Regions from separate parts of the Sus scrofa genome. Here region 1 is linked to region 2. Evidence: chromatin contacts called from public HiChIP or PLAC-seq data. All regions are on one chromosome and are shown on one strand. Each heading gives the region's core, a stretch centred on a gene start, on an enhancer-like site or on the middle of the called end of the contact. The rest is flanking DNA. Distances are from core to core; before and after follow the strand shown. Region 1 overlaps THRB (thyroid hormone receptor beta). Region 2 overlaps THRB (thyroid hormone receptor beta).

The links. HiChIP or PLAC-seq counts read pairs in DNA pulled down with a chosen protein or histone mark.
Region 1: a contact with region 2 is called in an H3K27ac HiChIP or PLAC-seq map of alveolar macrophages. The contact joins two enhancer-like sites. A contact is called at or near these places in 2 of 2 datasets of contacts at active chromatin or transcription factors (alveolar macrophages and skeletal muscle).

What each region holds. Positions count from the first base shown.
Region 1 is chr13:11,324,211-11,327,782 of Sscrofa11.1, forward strand. All of the region lies in intron 1 of THRB (thyroid hormone receptor beta), which reads right to left. Among named protein-coding and RNA genes, the nearest start is that of THRB, 35 kb to the right of the region's middle. Within about 2 kb of position 2,126, at least 7 of the 83 cell types and tissues checked have an H3K27ac peak or open chromatin away from gene starts, as enhancers often do. A contact at or near this core is called in alveolar macrophages, where this site is marked.
Region 2 is chr13:11,064,211-11,067,727 of Sscrofa11.1, forward strand. The region is part of intron 2 of THRB (thyroid hormone receptor beta); the gene reads right to left. Among named protein-coding and RNA genes, the nearest start is that of THRB, 290 kb to the right of the region's middle. Within about 2 kb of position 1,786, at least 6 of the 83 cell types and tissues checked have an H3K27ac peak or open chromatin away from gene starts, as enhancers often do. A contact at or near this core is called in alveolar macrophages, where this site is marked.

The sequences.
Region 1 (3,572 bases), core at 876-3,375, 260 kb after region 2:
CTGTAGAGCACAGGGAACTACATCTAGTCACTTATGACGGAATATGATGGAGGAGGATAGTGTGAGAATAAGAATGTGTGTGTATATATATGTACGTGTATATACATACAAGATTGTCACTTGTATATACCCAAGAGAGGTCACTTGGCTGTACAGCAGAGACTGACACATAAACCAACTATAATAAAAAATTAAAAATGTAAATTAAAAAAATTTTTAAACAAAAAATGATTTTTTTTTCTTGAATTGCCGAGTTCATGCAGCATGACTTCAGTTAAATCATTACTTATGATTCCATTTAAACACTGGTATGAACACAATACTTGAAAAAATAATCAAACCAGTCAATCTGTTTAGATAAGAATTTTGACCCCTAAAGTTAATTTTTTACTTCTATATTCCTGTACTACCTCCTCTTTCCAACTGCCCTCTATTTCAGAAAGTCTAAACTGCCTGAGAGAATTCTGGCTTCCCTCCAAGAGGATATTTTATTAACAGGTGGAGAAGAGAACTGAATTCTAAGAGTCAATGAAACACATTGGGTTGACCCTCACTATTCCACTCTGTCTGAAGGAGAATGGCTGTGCTGGGCCCAGGGCTGGCTTCGGGAGGCTGGAGAATGAGTGGATACTGTTTTGACATCACTATCCTCACTCCACTCTCTGAAATGTATTTTTAAAGCACTTTATCGGTCGCTTCACTGAATTTCTCTGCAAAGTATTATCTTCTCACACAAGTCATTGAGAAAGCAAGGATAGGGATCTTGTAGACTCAGAGCAAGTCACTGAAAAATACGTTAAAAGAATTTTTGAAGCTTATCAGAAGGCATTGCTTATCAGAAGGCATTGCTTATCAGAATCGGCTTTGGTTGGCACTGGATAGAACCTGTCTTCCAAGAGAGCTGGGTTCCTCTACACTTTGTGGAACTATGAGATATAGTTTTGTACATGAGAGTCATAAATGTGTTTAACTGTCTTTCTCTCACTCAGTAACCATTTTGTAGTCTATCTAGGTTTACTAGTCACTCTCTTTCAGAGTAGAGTTTTGTTGGTTTGTTTGATTTTTGCAACAGCTGCACCTGCCTCATAAGGAAGTTCCCGGGCTAGGGGTTGAATCAGAGCTGCAGCAGCAGGCCTATGCCACAGCCGCAGCAACGTAGGATCCTTAACCCACTGAATGAGGTCAGGGATCAACCCTGTATTCTCACAGAGACAACGTTGGGTCCTTAACCCGCTGAGCCACGATGGGAACTCCTCTTTCAGAGCTTTTATTCATTTGGCCATTAGTGAACATCCAATACTAGGGGAATAAAGGCGCAAAGGTGGCAAATTGTGAATCCATCTCATTTCTGATTTGCTTGTCATTCTAGAAATAGTTTTGGGGAGAAAGAGGATGAAACTAATACAAATTGTGAGATTCAGTGTTTTGGTGTCACAAGCTGGCAAATCTCAGTTAACTGTGTGCTTAGGCTTTATTGGACGACACTCTATTTGGATGAAAGCGGGGGTGGGGAGGGACAGGAAGTCTGGGTGGAGAGGAGCTTTCTGGGCTCACACATCTCTAAGCCAGAAGGTCAAGTTTCCTGGTAAGGACATCTTCTACGGAGAAAAGCTGGGCCCATGTGGAAGCTAAGTGAACTCTTCAGAGTCAGGATGGCAGCAGCCATTCAGTCACTGCTTCATTATTTTACGGCAGAGCTTGGCTGAGACTGGGGCATCTTGTCAAGGCAGATACTGGTCCAACACGTCTAGCTTGGGACCTGAGACTCTGCATTTCCGACAAGCATCAGGGCTGTCCGTGGGGCTGGCCCAGGGACCACATCTGAACATCGAGGCTCTAAAGAAATGCAGCAACGTAAAAGAAAACACTCTGAGGCGAAATGACACTGGTCATTCTGGGCTGATAATACCTGCCAGACAAATTATTTCAGGGTTATTTTATTTTATTTTATGTTTTGTACCTGGAAGAGGAAGCAGCTGAGTTTGGTTGATGGCTTGTGAGCTTTGGTCAGCAGGCTTCACAGGCTCAAGATCTTGTGACTTTGAGAGAAGACTGAAATTATGGCCTGTCGTTTATGTTTAATGGCTTTGAGCATTAAAAAGAGGAACTTCTTTCTCCCCAACTGAAATCTCATTGCCTCAGTGAGTTAAACATTTCCAACCCTTTTAGCCACTGTGGAGGGTTCTCATTCCTGCTTTGGCTGCTCATAATTTAGCTATTACTTTATATTTCCTCCATCTGACCTTTAATAAATGGTAAAATTGACTGAGTCAAGTATCCTCCTCCTTCTCTCACAGGCAGTAAATCTCTCTTTTTTCCTGGAAAAATATTTACATTTATTGTTGTTTGGTTTTTTTTTTTTTTTTTTTTTTTTTTTGGTCTTTTTGCCTTTTCTAGGGTCGCACCTGAGGCACATGGAGGTTCCCAGGCTAGGGGTCGAATCAGAGCTACAGCTGCCAGCCTACGCCAGAGCCACAGCAATGCATGATCCGAGCCGTGTCTGCAACCTACACCACAGCTCACAGTAATGCCGGATCCTTAACCCACTGAGCAAGGCCAGGGATCGAACCCTAAACCTCCTGGTTCCTAGTCAGATTCGTTAACCACTGCGCCACGACGGAAACTCCGTTTGTTATTGTTTTGACACAATACGTTGATAGCAACAAAAATACATTTGTAATTTGCAATATAATGAGAATACTGACATAAAACTGACTAATAATATCATATTCAAAGAGTCCTTCAGCTTTATCACAACACAGGAATATTTGCCCTGAAACCTCAGGTATAAAGGAAATTAGCTAAAGGAGTTCCTGCTGCAGCACAGTGGGTTAAGGATCTGATTGCAGTGGCTCAGGTCACTGTGGAGCTGCAGGTTTGATCCCTGGCCCGGTATAGCAGGTTACAGATATGATGTTGCCACAGCTGTGGCACAGGTTGCAGCTGAGGCTCAAATTCCATCCTTGGCCCAGGAACTTCCATATTCTGTGCGTGCAGGTTTTTACAAATTTTACGAAATCTTAAAACTCTGTCATCACCAAAACTGTGTGTTATGACAGGCAGTAAATCTCATACCCATAACCTGAATAATGAATACTCCTTTGTGAGCACCCAACTGATGATGGAGGAGAGATTTAAGCCCTGGGAGAATTAGCCTCATATTGTTCAAAGAGAAAGACCAAACTCCAAAGCAATAGCAACAGAACAAGAAAGATGCAGTTTAAATAGAGCCTGAGATGCCCTGGCCTATGGCTTTCAACCTTCAGGTATGTTCTGGATTGCACATAATCTAAAAAGAAAAGGGAGTTCCCTGATGGCCTAGTGGCTAAGGACCCAGTGTTGTTATGGCCGTAGCTCAGATCACTGCTGTGATAGAGGTTCAATTTCTGGTCTGGGAACTTCCCCATGCCTCAGGCACAGCCATTAAAAAAAAAAAGAAAGAAAAGAAATTAATGTACTTAGTTTTCATGGAAGTACTTATTATGTAAATATTCATTGAGAACGTATTTCTGTGTACTCTGGGGGGCTTGGTAACCCCATATTATCTTCAAAATACATTTCAGTCAATAGAC
Region 2 (3,517 bases), core at 536-3,035:
TAGGACGTGGGTTCCAGCTCTGGCTTCGCTCAGTGAGTGAAGATCTGGTGTTGCCATGAATGTGGTGTAGGGAGGTCTCAGATGTGGCTGCCATCTGGCATTGCTGTGTCTGTGGCGTAGGAGGGCAGCTGCAGCTCCAATGCGACCCCTAGCTGGGAACTTCCATATGCCATAGGTGTGGCCTGAAAAAAAAGAAAAAGAAAAGAAAAAAAAAAAAAGGAATGAAAAGAAAAGGAAAAAACCAGCATCATTTGGACTTGAATCTCATTTTCGGACAAAATATTATTACTTAGCTTGATGCCTCATTTTATTCACCAGATTTGATTCTTCATAACACTGGGTTTTCAAAAAATCAAATTTACCCTCAAAGACTAAGCATCTGTTTAATAATAGACTCTTGGCCTTGAAGGGAGTCCCAAAGAGGAGTTACAGATACTTAGAGTAAGGGCAATGTCACTCAAGTAAAAATACTTTCTTCTATTCTTTCTAAGATAACTGTTGAAGAGAATGCACTTAAATGTGTTAGGGGTCAACCCAAGCATCCTAGCTTCCTAGGCATTTAGTAAAAGACTCAATACTTTGGAGTCAGTTGATTGCTATAGGGTGCTGTCTTTTTTTTTTTTTTTTTTTTTTTTTTAAGTAAGGGCTCGATTCCTTGAACATGATTGAATCCTATAAGGCCGTTCATTCTAGGGATCCTTAGCATGCAAATGCACATCCACCCACACCAAGGCTTTGTGACAAATACAACCAGGACAACACCATTTTTCTTTTCCTGTGACCGATGCCTTAGTTTCTGTGGTCGTTTGATGACATTAGTCATGTAGAAGTGCCGTGAAGAAGAATGCAGGGCTTTTCATACGCCTGTGACAGCTTGGATTTTCCTCCCTCACAACATGGATGAATCAGAAGCCACAAGTTTGCATTTGAGAAATATTTGTGGTAGTTAAGAGACACACACCACACTTGTTATTATTACATTCTCATAAAAATAGAGTGTCCCTGGGATGAATGTAAAAACAGCATGGTGATGGCCAAGGTATTGACTTCAACAATCCCATCGTCAAATGCCTATGTTTCCCTCACTTTTTGTTAATGGAAAATTTGCAGTGTTCAACCCATCAGTCTAGTGCCTATGTTAAAGCATCTTAGACTGAACATGCTACAACTGTTATCTGTCCATCCACCCTTTCTTCCCTCTCTCCTGCCCTTTCCTCCCTCTATCCATTTCTTCCATGAAATATGTATTGAGCACCTACTATTGACCAACCACTATGCTAGGCAAACAAAAATAGTATCTGTCTTTCAGGTGCTCACTGTCTTTGGGGAGAGAAGAGATGTCAAGTCAATCATGCAATTCAGTGTAAAATGAGAGCTAGCTATTATTAATTCGATGTAAAACTACATCTAGGCTATATCATATAATATAAGGGGAAGATTAAAATGCAGATTTTGACTTAAGGAAGGCTGAGAAGTGGTGGTGGGGGGTGGTTAGATTCCTAGAAGTGCCCATGGGGATGAAATCAAAACAGGAGTAGGAGTTGGCCAGCTGGAACGGGAGAGAAGGGTACTCAAGAATAAGGGTAGAATGAGCCCAGGCTCTGTGGCAGGGGGAGGGGGAAGAAGGAGCCTGGCCCAAAGGTGGAGGGAAAAAGCCTGGTGCTGGCAGAGGAGGGAGGTGGGAGGGGAAACTCCAAACGAAAACAGTATTGCTCAGAGAGCTCTCCAATATGGACCACGGAGGCCACTGAGGAAGTGGGACTAAGGCATGTCTCAGCCTGGATGGAACCATGCCATGCAGTTGTGAAAGTAGCTGTGGGTGGACAATGCATGAGTGAATGAGCACAGCCCAGCGAAATGTTTGCAGAAAGTGGCATTGGATTTGGCCCTTGGGTTGGCATTTGCCCCTTGATGTAAACCATGTGATTCCAGTTTGCTTTTTAGGGAATGTTCAGTCCTCCTAATTGGTCTGAGGAGAATGAAGCACTTTGCATGCGACGAGTTATATGATGCTTTAAACACGCTAACAGAGCAAGTGGAAGTGCCCCAGGTGTACAAGTGCAGCAGACTCCTGCAGTTACACTCTGAGGAGCCCAGCACTTGCATCCCTGCAACTAAATCCATCTCTGGGTAGAAGTCAGTTCCATGGTTCAGCCCCTCAGACCTAAGCAACACCTCCAAACATGGACTGTGTGAAGAGCTATGGTCTCTAGTGGTTCTAGACCTCTAGGGATTGAGGTCCAAGCCGTGCAGAAATCAAACCCTCCTGTTTCTGTGGCTTTATGTACAAAAGGGTTGGAGAGGTATCCCTCTGAACAGAGCAGAGAAGGAGGGAAGGGAGGGCAAAAGCAGGAGGCTCAGAAGCAGCACAAAGCCTAGAGATCATGTGGGGGCAGGGGAAGGACTTAAAAAGGGCACCCAGAAATGCTGGCAATGCTGCAGGGCCAACAGGACCCCCCAGGCTGAGGCTCAGAGATTCAGAGACAGGAAGAGGCTGTGGGTCTGCCCTTGGTCAGCTCCCCTGGGGAAGCCTGGTTTCCAAAGCAAAATAAACTTGGGAGAGTCAGAGGGGAGAAAGGAAAGAAGCAGACAAGGAGCAATTCACGTATGATTTCTCCCAACCAACAGTCCTAGCCCTAAACTTGGCTGCCTGAAACTCCATGGCGTCATCTAGCCCTTTTCTGGACTGTTACTTTATAGTTAGTACCGTGTGGTTAATAATCTTGTATGTACCAGCCTCGCTTCCCAGGGAGACTGACAGTGGGTTTGAGGCCACCTTTTTTGTTTTGTGTTGATTGAGCACAGACACATTCTGGCTGTAAATACTGATAGCCTTGACCCCACCGCAGGCCCTGTGAGACAGTAACTTATAGTATCTAGGCAACAGGTGTGAGCTGGGAAGTACCAGGTGTGGAGAGCCTGAAGAACCAGAATGTGGTCACAAGCAAGCAGCAAGGCAGAATTCCAACCAACTCATCTGGACTCTGGGGCCACAGTTTTCCACCTCCCCAGAAGTTCATGGCTTTTCTTAAGATTGTTGTTGGAAAGAACACCACAGGTCACTTGATTCAGCTCCTCATTTTTAGAGGTGGAAGTGGAGAATGGAGTGACTTGCCCAAGGTCAAGAGCCACTGGCTGAAAAGCTAACTTGGCCTCCTGATGCATCCTTCTTGCACTGAGTCCCATGCTGCTTAGTGAGTGTCCAGTGACTTCTCCATAAACAGCCACCAAGTCCTCAGAGGTTCATTTGGGATCCTGGAAGACAAGACTGCATGGTCTTGGGACTCTTTTACTCAAAGACAAATTGACTGAGATAGATGATTGAGGTGTCACTTTAAATCACTGGGAGCAAGAGATAAGTAAATGCCAGCATGGTTTAAAACAGGGACAAGTTCTATATTTAGTTTTCTGAGGAAACTCCATACTGTTTTCTATAGTGGTTGTACCAATTTACATTCCCACCGGTGGTCCAGCAATCCTACTCCTGGGCATATACCTAGACAAAATTTTCGTTCAA